Regions from separate parts of the Zea mays genome. Here region 1 is linked to region 2. Evidence: chromatin contacts called from public Hi-C data. All regions are on one chromosome and are shown on one strand. The core of a region is the stretch at or near the end of the contact, and the rest is flanking DNA. Distances in the headings are between cores, read along the strand shown.

Region 1 (6,949 bases), core at 522-3,021, 230 kb after region 2:
CATGGACAAGGTTATGATGGGGCTAGCAACATGAGAGGTGATATTAAAGGATTGAAAACATTGATCATGCAAGAGTCACCTTCTGCTTATTATATCCATTGTTTTGCACATCAACTCCAACTAGTTCTTGTTGCCAAGGGAAATAATGATTGTGTGTGGTTTTTTGATCAAGTAACTCTTTTATTGAATATCGTTGGAGTTTCTTGTAAGCGTCACGGTATGCTTCGAGATGCTAGACTCGAGAATCTCATGAAATCACTTGAATGTGGTGAACTTGAAACTGGGAGAGGATTGAATCAAGAGATGGGGTTGCCTAGGCCTGGTGAGACTCGATGGGGCTCTTATTACAAAACTATATGCAACATAATTACTATATATCATGTAATCCGAGATATTCTCATGATTCTTGGAGATGATACTACAATTAGAAGTGATTGGACAAGGATACATTCTATGCTTGGAGCATTTGAGTCATTTGACTTTGTTTTTGATGCACACTTAATGTTTGTTATTCTTGGATATACAAATGATTTATCAGTGTGTTTGCAAAGAAGGGAGCAAGATATTATCAATGCAATTTCACTTGTTAATGTGGCAAAGATAAGAATGCAACAATTAAAGCTTGATGGTTGGGATCAATTCCTTCAAAGAATCACTTCATTTTGCAACAAACATGATATCCATGTTCCTGCTATGGATGGAAATTATAAGCTTTATGGAAGATCATCACGATTTGTTCATAACCAAACCAATGATGACCACTTCAGAAGAGAAGTATATATTGGGGTCATTGATCAAATTAGCCTAGAGCTTGATAGTCGGTTTAGTGAGGCTAATATGGAGCTGCTTTCTTGTATGTCAGCTTGGATCCTTCTAACTTTTTTGCTTCTTTTCATGCACACAAGGTACGAAAGCTAGCTGATTTTTATCCTAATGACATGTCAAGCACTGACTTGTTACAACTTGACTTGCAACTTGACAGTTATATTGATGGTATAAGAGAAGATGATAGATTCAAAGACATACCTAATCTTGTGGACCTCTCGGTTAAGCTTGCTGAAACAAAGAGACATAAGGTGTTTGATATGGTTTATTTGCTTCTCAAATTGGTATTGCTTTTGCCGGTGGCGACATCAAGTGTTGAAAGAGCATTTTCTGCAATGAGTTTGGTGAAGACTAAATTGAGAAACAACACATGTGATAGTCTTTTGGATGATTGTCTTGTTACATACATCGAGAGGGATATTTTCTTCGAAGTGAATGAAGAAGATATAATTGAAACTTTTATGGCGTTGAGGAAGCACATGCCAGATAAGTAGTATTATTGCAATCTTTATGTTTAATGAATGCAATTTTCATGCTTATTTATTGAGTGTCAAACTTTATATCTATATATCAAATTGTTTACCAAATTTACTATATAATTATATGTACACTAGATAAAATTGTACATAAATTTTTTATTGCGATACACTCTATGTAAAAATTTAGGTCCGTTACTGGCCATACTAGGAATTTTTCCTTAACCAAACTGCCCCTAAATCGCACGAATGCAAAAGTCGAGGAGGTTTGTCTTCTTTCCGTAACAGGGGAGGGCCCATTATCAAAGTCATGGAAACTGTTTGCTCTTTGCCAGTGGCTCGGCCCATCCCTCGCCGGTTAGCAACGCGCAGCGAAAGTCCCTGCCGCCTAAAACCCTAGCCCCCGCCTCTACCTCCGCTGCTCGCCTTCCCCTCTCAGTCTCTCACACGCAGCCGCACGCCAATACTTAGCCTTCAGACGCCTAAAATGGGTCACAACGACGGAGAGCACGAGCACGAGGGCGACGACCTCTCCGCTGACGACTCTTCGTGGAGCGACGGCGTCTGGTCCGAGGACGACGATGAGGTGGGAGAGGTTCTTTTTATACCTTTGTCCTGATTTTTTTTTTGCGATGTTCTATTTCTGAGTAAGTTTTGTGGTTTTGTGTTGTGCGCAGGAGACGTTGTCGTTTGAGGATAGCGGCTCCGGCTCCGACGGTGAGTCCCACGAGGCTGCGGTGGCGGAAGAGAGCGACTCTTCGGAGGATGAGGTGAATCATTTGCGTTGTTTAAGCTACTGATTGGCAAACTCTTTTGTTGTTCCGTTTTTATCTTGGTTTTCTGAGTATTTGAGGTTAAAGTGAGTTAATTTTCGTGTTGTTTGCAGGTGGCGCCAAGGAATACCGTGGGAGACGTGCCTCTTGAGTGGTACAAAGACGAAGAGCACATTGGGTATGACATCGATGGGAGGAAGATCAAGAAACGTGATAGGGAGGGGCGCATTGAAGCCTACCTCAGGAACGCAGATGATGCCAAGAATTGGTAAGGCTTGAACTTGCTCAGTCACTCAACTAGCTGTTTTTAGTTCTGACCAATCTTGAATGGACGAATGATTATGCTTTGAGAATGCCTCATAGTAATGACAGATATTTATAATGCCATATATTTGTAATATGACATTTGGGATAATTTGCTCCAGTGGTAACTTTACAGAAAATTTGTAAGCTGGAAAACAACATCAGCATATTATAAACAAGTCGTCCTGGAACTTATGAAGTTCACATTGGCAGCTGATGTCCAATTTACACATTTTAGGGTGTTGCAGAGTTATTTTCCCTTGTATTTTTGGCGTGTTAGTGTTATGAATTTGTAGCCAAACTTGTGTTTCTGGAGACTGCAGAGTTAAAACATCTCTAAGCAGAATGAGCTAATTGGAGATGAGTGTGGCCATGGTTTATACATGAGATTTCTGTCATTAAGGACTGTTTTTACAATCTGGTTTTAGCAAATTAATTGTAATTATTAGGATAATATCCTGTGCCAATTTCATCTGAGCTTGCTTGATATACTGATATCTATAATAGATACTATTGTTGAATTATCATCCTACATTCCTACCCAACAACGGCCTGTATGAATTTTGAGTGTTAATCCTTGTTTACACCCTAGACCAACTACAGTGGTTTGTGTGACCTAAATGTTTAAATGCTGGTATTAGACCTGGCTTCTGTTATTGAATTATCATCCTACATTCCTACCCAACAATGGCCTGTATGAATTTTGAGCTTTAATCCTTGTTTACACCCTGGACCAATCACAGTGTTTTGTGTGACCTAAATGTTTAAATGCTGGGATTAGACCTGGCTTTATGACATGTACAGTAATAAACTAGTAGCAAACAAATATATAACAGTCAAAATTTAGGAGCTCTAGGTTGATCGTTTTGTGTGAAGCGAGGATGAACGTCAAAGAGTTGCTAAATATTTGTAGGCTCATCCTGCTTGGGGATTGGGCTTAGTATTTTGTTAGATCCTAGTGTGTCATACATTGACACATCATTCTTATATTTTGATTGTATTGAATCATCTTTTTGGTTATCACCACTAAGAACATTACCCGTAAAATTTTAAATTTACTTTAATATGAAAAATTAAGCTTTCAATTGCTGTCAGTACTCCTAAATCTTACAACAGGACATTGTTTATGTGGTTCAATCTATCTGCATGGCGTTTCAGTACATATATAGTTTCTCTAAGAACTTGTATTAAGCAAGTCATTGACAGTCACTTTGATTCAGTGCTCCAGACTATACTCATCATAGATCTTTCTTCTCTGAGAACCATGATTATTCAAATATGTTAATTTTGGATCTCCCTGTGCCAGTTAGCTGATGCATCTGATTGTCTACCTTATGCAATTTCTTTATCTTATACCTAATACCATTTGGTTGTTTGCATTTGGTATTATTTTTTTTGCTCATTTAACTTAATCTTATAACTTCTTTTCTTCTTCACCTAATGTAGGAGAAAGATCTATGATGAGTATAATGACGAGGAGGTTCAGATTACAAAGGATGAGGCTAAGATAATTAGTAGATTGTTAAAGGGAAAGACTCCACATACCAATGTTGATCCATATCCAGTATGTACTACAATCCTTATCTAATTATTACTCAAGGTGCTAAGTTTAATCCTTATCTAAATATTAGTCAAGGTGCTAAGTTTAATCCTTATCTAAATATTACTCAAGGTGCTAAGTTTAATCCTTAGCTAAATATTACTCATGGTGCTAAGTTTATATGTTAAGTAAATGATTATTCAACACCCTAGGATTATATTGTGAATGACTGGATACTTGCGTGAGTTGTTTTGTTAAAACTTTCATACTAGATCTCCTATCCTTAGCCTAAGTACAATGTGTAATTGTTGCTTATTGCTTGCTGACATGTGGCCTGTTTACAATTTAGTTTCACTGATAATAACCGATCGACCTGTACATGATATATACTTGTATAGTTTTGAATTCGTTATGCATAGTGCCAGTGAATTTTTGCTATCTAGATTCATGCAAATGGATTGCTCTTTTACAGTTAAATGATTTTTTTCTCCATATTTGTATACTGCACGGATGTGGCATACTGATTAACTTTTATCCTAGGATTATGTTGATTGGTTTGAATACGAGGATAAAGGTCATCCTCTTTCTAATGCCCCTGAGCCAAAGAGGCGATTTGTACCTTCAAAGTGGGAGCAGAAGAAGGTATATCATTTATCTCATCCCTCCCTTTTTTTAGACCATTCTTTTTATTTGGTTTGAATTTTTTCCAAGGGATCTGACTGCTTGGATCATGAATGTCTTATTATTGAGTTCTTCTCAGGTATCTATACAGATTCATTTAAATATTTTATCCCGTTGAGCAGTGTTATGCAATGGAAGGACAGTCCGGGCACAGTGGTGGAAGCCTCCCCACTGAGCCAAAGGTCCTAGGTTTGATGTAGCCTCTCTGCAAAAATGCAGAAGTAAGGCTTGCCTCGGTTATTCCTTCCACAGACCCCACTCATGTGGGAGCTTTCAGCACTGGGTCTATCCTTTCCTTGAGCAGTGTTATGCAATGATCTAATGAATAGCCATGAGTTAAATATTAAATTATTTTTATGATGATTATCTATCTCTTACTATTTTTTTTCTTTTAATTTCATCATACTACATCTACATTTCATGTTGTAATTATAATGTTTCAAAATCTGGGACCAAGCTGATAAAATAAAAGACACTTCAACAATGGCTTAACACTTTGTGTTGTTGTTGTCCTGCCACATTGATTATGCGACAATCTATGTGTCTTGTGCATCACCTGCATAGGCAGTGCAAGTCTATTAGTAGCCTAGGCTAGAACTACATGAAGAGAACATTTGAAAGAATGTAGTCACACATGTCATCACACATTTCTGGAAGATATTTGGTTGCTTAGGCAGTGAGGTGGTGGCTGCTAGGGATGTGGAAGATGACCCATGAAATAGACAGTTTGAGAGTGTGGAACAAGATTGTTTCATTGTTTATCACGTCACTGTAACCTGTAAGCATATCTTCTAATCTTAATGATTTTAACTAAATTATTTAGAGTTAAGTTCGATTGTTTTGGGAATTTGGGCGCATTGCTATGATATGACACATCACTGCTTATTGGTTCAATCCCTCTGCATGAACCATGAACTAGCCCACCTAGGGCATCTCATCATATCACATGTTTAGGAAGTAGCAGGTGACTTAGTTATGCAGTCACAAGTTTTATGTCTCAATTATGCATTCACTAGTGAATTTGGGAGTTTATTTATCATACTGTTATTCTTTGCGGTGCTACTTTTTTGTCTGAACAGCACAGTCTTGTATGTGCACCTGCATAATGGTGTCAGTAATCACAGGGCTTGTTTTGGATCTTCTCTTATACTGCTCGGTGATTGTATTGCGTCTTGACTCTTGAGTTATTTGAATTACTCCTTGAGCTTATGCATTCTGGTGGCAGGTTGTTAAACTTGTAAGAGCCATTCGCAATGGATGGATAAAGTTTGACAAGCCCAAGGAGGAACAAAACTTGTATTTATTATGGGGAGATGAAACTGATACAACAGATAATAAGCGGCATGGCTTGAGCTACATTCCTCCTCCTAAACCTAAGTTACCAGGTATGTCGACATTTTTTTCAGCGTAATCACTTCTATAATAATCTTTGAGAAATTATTGAAACATGTTTTCACTTGGTGCTCATGTACTATATAATTTTCTGTTGATTCTTCATGGTGTATCTAGGTCATGAAGAGTCATACAATCCTTCTGTTGAATACATTCCTACACAAGAGGAAATAGATTCATACCAGCTTATGTATGAGGAGGATCGCCCAAAGTTCATTCCGAAACGGTATTATCTTCCTTTTTATTATCCATTGCCTTATATCATCTAAATCATTTTGACTTTTGAGTTGTGCGCTTCACCAGATTTGAGTGCCTTCGAAGTGTACCTGCATATGAGAAGGCGTTGAGGGAAGGTTTTGATCGGTGTCTAGATCTTTATCTATGCCCTAGAACCCGCAAAAAGCGTGTAAGTTGAGCCCCTATGTTATTTTTATGCCATTTATTGCTTTAAAAGACTATTTATCTCTAATTTGTGCAAATCATTTGACAATGCCAGATAAATATTGATCCTGAGTCACTCAAGCCCAAGTTACCAAGTAAAAAGGATTTGAGGCCATACCCGAAAACTTGTTACCTTGAGTTCAAGGGCCATATGAGTCCTGTGAAATCCATTTCGGTCGAAATTACAGGGCAGTGGCTTGCATCTGGTATGCACCATTGCTATTTATTTTCTGCATTTATCTGAATATACGTGCACAGAACTTTATGATACTCAAATATGGTGATATTAACTAAGTCAATGAGAACTGTAATGTGTACTCACATCATATTTTCTCCATACACTGTAATTTATGACTTAGAACAGTAGCACTAACTATATCTCGGTTTTTTTGTTGCGAAAGTAACTTATATTTTGGTCAGCTTGGATTGTAGAGAATGCAGAGCTCATTTTAGTTGCATATAGAAGTGTGGTAATAAGTATCTCCAAGAGTCTTTTTAAATTGCACTCTCTAAATTAT
Region 2 (7,063 bases), core at 3,563-6,062:
GCAAAATCAATAGGAAGAGCACATCGGGGACTTGCCAGTTCTTGGGAAGATCCTTGGTGTCTTGGGCTTCAAAGAAGCAAAATTCGGTCGCTCTTTCCACCGCCGAAGCCGAGTACATTGCCGCAGGCCATTGTTGCGCGCAATTGCTTTGGATGAGGCAAACCCTGCGGGACTACGGTTACAAATTAACCAAAGTCCCTTTGCTATGTGATAATGAGAGTGCAATCAAGATGGCGGATAATCCCGTCGAGCATAGCCGCACTAAACACATAGCCATTCGATATCATTTTCTTAGGGATCACCAACAAAAGGGAGATATCGAGATTTCATACATTAATACTAAAGATCAATTAGCCGATATCTTTACCAAGCCTCTTGATGAACAAACTTTTAACAAACTTAGGCATGAGCTAAATATTCTTGATTCTAGAAACTTCTTTTGTTGATTTGCACACATAGCTCATTTTGTATACCTTTGATCATGTCTCTTTCATACGCTATGACTAATGTGTTTTCAAGTCTATTTCAAACCAAGTCATAGGTATATTGAAAGGGAATTGGAGTCTTCGGCGAAGACAAAGGCTTCCACTCCATAACTCATCCCTCGCCGTCGCTCCACGAGACTCTCCATTCTTGGGGGAGAAAAGCTGAGCATCAAAGAAAAGGACCTTGTCTTTGGGGGAGAGAGTAAGAGCCCAAAGCAACAGGACCGGACTTCTTCTTTGGTATAAATCTTAACTCATTTATTTATGACCAAAGGGGAAGATAGCACTTCGAGGGCTCTAATAATTCCATTTTTGGCGATTCATGCCAAAGGGGGAGAAAGTACGAGCCCAAAGCAAAAGGACCGCACCACCACCAATTTCCAAAACTTTGTGTTTTCCAAAGATATTATCAATTGGTATCCTATTGTGTTCAAAAGAGGGAAAAATAGTATTTCAAAAATGGTATGTCAAAAACCCTCTTGAACACTAAGAGGAGGATCTCATTTAGGGGGAGTTTTGTTTAGTCAAAGGAAAAGCATTTGAAACAGGAGGAGAAAACTTCAAATCTTGAAAATGCTTTGCAAAATCTTATTTAATTACCTTTGACTATTTGCAAAAGAACTTTAAAAAGGATTTACAAAAGGTTTTGCAAAAACAAAACATGTGGAGCAAGCGTGGTCCAAAATGTTAATAAGTAAGAAACAATCCATGCATATCTGGTAAGTATTTATATTGGCTCAATTCCAAGCAACCTTTTCACTCACATTATGCAAACTAGTTCAATTATGCACCTCTATATTTGCTTTGGTTTGTGTTGGCATCAATCACCAAAAAGGGGGAGATTGAAAGGGAATTAGGCTTACACCTAGTCCCTAATTAATTTTGGTGGTTGAATTGCCCAACACAAATAATTGGACTAACTAGTTTGCCCAAGTGTATAGATTATACAGGTGTAAAAGGTTCACACTCAGCCAATAAAAAGATCAAGTTTTGGATTCAACAAAGGAGCAAAGGGCCAACCGAAGGCACCTCTGGTCTGGCGCACCAGACTGTCCGGTGTGCCACCGGACAGTGTCCGGTGCACCACCGGACATGTCCGGTGCACCAGAGGACTCCAACTCAAACTCGCCACCTTCGGGAATTTCCAGAGGCACTCTCGCTATAATTCACCGGACTGTCCGGTGTACACCGGACAGTGTCCGGTGCGCCAAGGAGGAGCAGCCTCAGGAACTCGCCAGCTTCGGGAATCTCCAACGGCTAGTCCGCTATAATTCACCGGACATGTCCGGTGTGCACCGGACTGTCCGGTGCAACTCCGGAGCAACGGCTACCTCCGCGCCAACGGCTACCTGCGGCGCATTAATTGCGCGCGAAGTGCGCGCAGAAGTCAGGCGCGCCCATACTGACGCACCGGACAAGGAACAGTGTATGTCCGGTGTGCACCGGACACCCAGGCGGGCCCACAAGTCAAAAGCTTCAACGGTCAGAATCCAACGGCAGTGATGACGTGGCAGGGGCACCGGACATGTCCGGTGTGCACCGGACTGTCCAGTGCGCCATCGAGCAGACAGCCTCCCAACGGCCACTTTTGGTGGTTGACGCTATAAATACCCCAACCACCCCACCATTCATTGCATCCAAGTTTTCTACTTCCCAACTACTACAAGAGCTCTAGCATTCAATTCTAGACACACCAAAGAGATCAAATCCTCTCCAAAATTCCACACAACGCCATAGTGACTAGAGAGAGTGATTTGCTTGTGTTCTCTCGAGCTCTTGCGCTTGGATTGCTTTCTTCTTTCTTTGATTCTTTCATAGCGATCAAGCTCACTTGTAATTGAGGCAAGAGACACCAAACTTGTGGTGGTCCTTGTAGGAACTTTGTGTTCCAAGTGATTGAGAAGAGAAAGCTCACTCGATCCGTGGGATCGTTTGAGAGAGGGAAGGGTTGAAAGAGACCCGGCCTTTGTGGCCTCCTCAACGGGGAGTAGGTTTGCAAGAACCGAACCTCGGTAAAACAAATCCGTGTGTCACACTCTTCATTTGCTTGTGATTTGTTTTGCGCCCTCTCTCGCGGACTCATTTCTTTATTACTAACGCTAACCCGGCTTGTAGTTGTGTTTATATTTGTAAATTTCAGTTTCGCCCTATTCACCCCCTCTAGGCGACTATCAACATCCACCACTCGGAGGCCCACAAACACAGATCAATATTTACAAAATAATCCTTTAGTAATTTGTTTTTCTTCTATTTATATGGACCAGCAGTTGGTATATTTGAGAGACTGTAAAAGAGATTCTTTACATCCGGTATGCAAAGAATTTTTCTCAGTGAAGGGAAAAATATTCTGTACATACCGGATATAAACGTTATCTTTTACAGCCCTTCACATCCACCACTCGGAGGCCCACAAACACAGATCAATATTTACAAAATAATCCTTTAGTAATTTGTTTTTCTTCTATTTATATGGACCAGCAGTTGGTATATGTGAGGGACTGTAAAAGAGATTCTTTACATCCGGTATGCAAAGAATTTTTTTCAGTGAAGGGAAAAATATTCTGTACATACCGGATATAAACATTATCTTTTACAGCCCTTCACATCCACCACTCGGAGGCCCACAAACACAGATCAATATTTACAAAATAATCCTTTAGTAATTTGTTTTTCTTCTATTTATATGAACCAGCAGCTGATATATGTGAGGGACTGTAAAAGAGATTTTTTACATCCGGTATGCAAAGAATTTTTTTCAGTGAAGGGAAAAATATTCTGTACATACCGGATATAAACGTTATCTTTTACAGCCCTTCACATCCACCACTCGGAGGCCCACAAATACAGATCAATATTTACAAAATAATTCTTTAGTAATTTGTTTTTCTTCTATTTATATGGACCAGCAGCTGGTATATGTGAGGGACTGTAAAAGAGATTCTTTACATCCGGTATGCAAAGAATTTTTTCAGTGAAGGGAAAAATATTCTGTACATACCGGATATAAACGTTATCTTTTACAGCCCTTCACATCCACCACTCGGAGGCCCACAAACACAGATCAATATTTACAAAATAATCCTTTAGTAATTTGTTTTTCTTCTATTTATATGGACCAGCAGCTGGTATATGTGAGGGACTGTAAAAGAGATTCTTTACATCCGGTATGCAAAGAATTTTTTTCAGTGAAGGGAAAAATATTCTGTACATACCGGATATGAACGTTATCTTTTACAGCCCTTCACATCCACCACTCGGAGGCCCACAAACACAGATCAATATTTACAAAATAATCCTTTAGTAATTTGTTTTTCTTCATTTTTTCAGTGAAGACGATGCTTTGGTTGTGTTGGTGGTGCGTGGTTTAATTTGATCCATGGAGTGGATACTGGAGAGAGAGAGGCGTGCCGAGGTCAGATCTGACGACGTCACTACTGAAGAGTGGCCTACGGTTAATTAACCACGTGCATAACCAACAATACAAGTAAAAGCTCTTCTACAGAAAGTGATCGAACACTAGCTACTGCCCAACAGCCGACTACGATGTTATGTACAGACGTACAGTAGGTACTTGTTTGATGAGCTCACAATCACAACTGATGACAGCGAATTGCATCGTCAGCATTTGGACGTCCAAGTCGACCAGTCGTCCAGTCCTGATGTATATGTAGAGGCACCACTGCATGCACTAGAAAGCAGCCAGGCTTTCTAGAAAAACCAGATTAATCTGCTGGATCTTTTTTTCAATTATTCTGGCTGAGCTCTGCATGTGTCTATCCATGTGACAGCGCACCGGTCCTGCTCCTCTACCAGAGTAATTTTGCGGGCTGGGCTGGCCCTTGAAAAAAATATGCAGATTATTGCTTTAACAAGTCTGTCCTTTTTTACATTCTTTTACTTACCACATTTAATCTTTTACATTTTTTCTTGTGGCCCTAGTATTATATTAGTGTAGAAAAATGTCTCTAGCTAGTAGACTGCGAAACTTGTAGATTTTTTTGCTAGGCAGAGTGCTAGGACTTGAGCCAGGCCATCCAGCTACTAGTAGCAAGCAGCCAAGCACCCTTGAGGGCCGCAGAAAGTAAGGTCTCTCAAATCAGTATCACCATCGGCGATCTATCTAGCTAGCTCCACTAGCGCAGCTAAACCGCATGATCAAGTCAGATCACAGCACGATCCAACCGACAAGAACCATCCATATAACTCAGAAATGATCAAGAGCGTGTGTCATATTCCGGTCGGTTAGGCGTTGCCACATGCATGCCCCCACCTCGGCACCTCTAACTTGGCATCGGAATCCGTTAGGCCGATCCGTTACAATGCAAGTTGCTCGGATCGGACGGCCAGGGCATTAACGATCCGAGATCGGTTAGCCCGCTTTTGGTTCCTATTCATATACAGAGTTGGGAATTGGACGGTTTGGTAGCTGCCCCGTTGGTTTGGACGAGATATGGCAACGGGTACATACCCACCTATACCACGTCCCCACACCCGTACCCGCCTAATAAAAATACACCTGTTAAGATACCCACATTCAGTCACGGGTACAAAAAATCCCCGTACCCGCACCCGTACGGGTAAATTTACCCGATGGGTTACCCATACCCGCGAGAACAACACATACACCAACAGTATTGTAAATATCAAATAATCAACATTGCACCATACATATGATTATAGATAAGTTTGACAAACTTCAAAGAGTGCAAAAGCACAAGCAGCAAGCTGTAAGCTTGAGAACTAGTAATATTACATTATTACATCACAATGATTATAGATTTATAGGATAGATAAGTCAAAATCAACATCACATGCACCCAGCCACCAGATTTAGACAATTAGACCGCATCAAGTGATAAGTATGCATTCTGTAGACAACAACTTCCAGCAATCCTCCATTCCTCATTGTGCCCAGCGACCATCGACCAACATTACACTACCTGCTGTTGCAGTTATATTGTTGTTTCCTGCAGTTTAAAAATAGAGAACAAAGAGAATAAATTGCTACTTCATGCAGTTTAGTTTATATTGACTGCAATAGAAAATAAATGAATAGATACCAGAATGTCCTCTTGAATATCTTGAAGTGTCACACCCGGATTTCGGGGCACCAAGACCCGGGCGCGAACAATCACCAGGTGTGCTGGGACCAAGTCTCACACATATGATGAATCATGGCACAGGATCGAATGTCACATCTTTACTATATAATAGGAGTTCTATACAAAATAAATAAGTAATTACATTATAAGGAGACAACGGTCCAGCAACCCAAAGTTGACTGGGAGACGACGACCTAGACCTCTCACGAACACATCGCAGCATCCTCCATGCGCCTCATCCTGTAGTACCTGTTCTTGACCTGTGGGGGGTGTGAGACAGCAAGAGTGAGCTCACATACGTTCATCGCTCAACAAGTTGTGGGGAATAATGTGCATGAACTCGCCAAAGGTGGGAGCTCACGTGAAGTGTAAGGCTTACCAAAGAGGATGGTTAGAGCCGAGCATTGCTTTTAAAGTTGGTCAAAATTTTATTAGCAATTACTAAGTATAAGTAAATACCAACCCAATTAAGTAGTAGAACAAAAGTAACAACATCACCTGCGATGCAATGCATATGACAAATTGAATTTAGTTCCATAATTTAATCATCAGAGAGTCCTGAGCGGCTCATGACCGTGAGCTCGTCTAGTATACCAGTTTTACACTCTGCAGAGGTGGTACCCTTTACCCACAAGTCATGTTACCTATCTGCCAAGGGATCGCGACTTCCCATACACCTCTACCGAGGAGGCGAGGCAGGGTAACACTACGAGGCCTTTACAAAGTTCCACTAGCTTCAGAAAACCCGCTACAGTTTATAGGAAGCTCCAATGCAGGGTTCTTGCCTGACCGCCATCGCAGCAAAATCAACCAAGGACCTCCCTACACTGACCACTCCCCTACTGCCCTTGCCCCTTTTGGGTAAGGTAGTTCTCCACTAGCTTTCCTAATTAATCAGCCAAGGGCGTCCATAAACCCTTGTGGTGGCACGTGTTTCTCAAGTTAAGCTCTATGTTCTAATTAACATTAATGATCTTGACATGAACATAAATAGAATAACAAAATAACTGGAACATAAATATGATAAATAATTATCCCAAATCCATGTAAAGCAATAGCAAACTACCCAAGTGATTCAGGGGTAAACAAGGTAATGAGATAAACAATCTAGGGTAACCTATTGGGTTCCATCAAAATTAAACCTATGCATGAACATGTGACATCAAAGAACATTATTGGGTAAGAAGTGGTCAAGGGCACAACTTGCCTGGGACTTGAGATTCCAGGTACCAACATGCCTTTCAGATGACACGTGTCTTCGCGCTAGTCGTAGCAATACAAACAAACATGGTATAGATAAAATTAACATCACACCAAACATAAGAATATACTGCATAATAATGATCTACACGTCGCTACGAGATCGTGAGAATGAGAACCACTAAAATCGGAGTTACGGTTAAGGAGTTATGAATTTCCGAAGATTTTATGTGTTTGATACGGAAATAATTAAGTGGTCAAATTTAATATAGTTTT

Evidence for each region. Hi-C and Micro-C count contacts between places; a contact is called where the count stands out from the background.
Region 1: a contact with region 2 is called in a Hi-C map of leaf, with 4 times the contacts expected there. The contact joins the promoter of LOC100382622 here to the enhancer-like site in region 2. A contact is called at or near these places in 2 of 25 Hi-C or Micro-C datasets (leaf and tassel).

The regions. Positions count from the first base shown.
Region 1 is chr3:65,116,937-65,123,885 of Zm-B73-REFERENCE-NAM-5.0, forward strand. It overlaps LOC100382622 (ribosome biogenesis protein BOP1 homolog), which reads left to right and starts at 1,772. Exons shown (of 17, transcript NM_001384191.1): 1 at 1,772-1,887; 2 at 1,979-2,071; 3 at 2,188-2,342; 4 at 3,824-3,941; 5 at 4,458-4,559; 6 at 5,824-5,983; 7 at 6,108-6,216; 8 at 6,294-6,396; 9 at 6,487-6,637. The coding sequence starts at 1,789.
Region 2 is chr3:64,882,914-64,889,976 of Zm-B73-REFERENCE-NAM-5.0, forward strand. No RefSeq gene overlaps it. Among protein-coding and RNA genes, the nearest start is that of LOC103650157, 6.9 kb to the left of the region's middle. Within about 2 kb of position 4,813, at least 9 of the 20 cell types and tissues checked have an H3K27ac peak or open chromatin away from gene starts, as enhancers often do. A contact at or near this core is called in leaf, where this site is marked.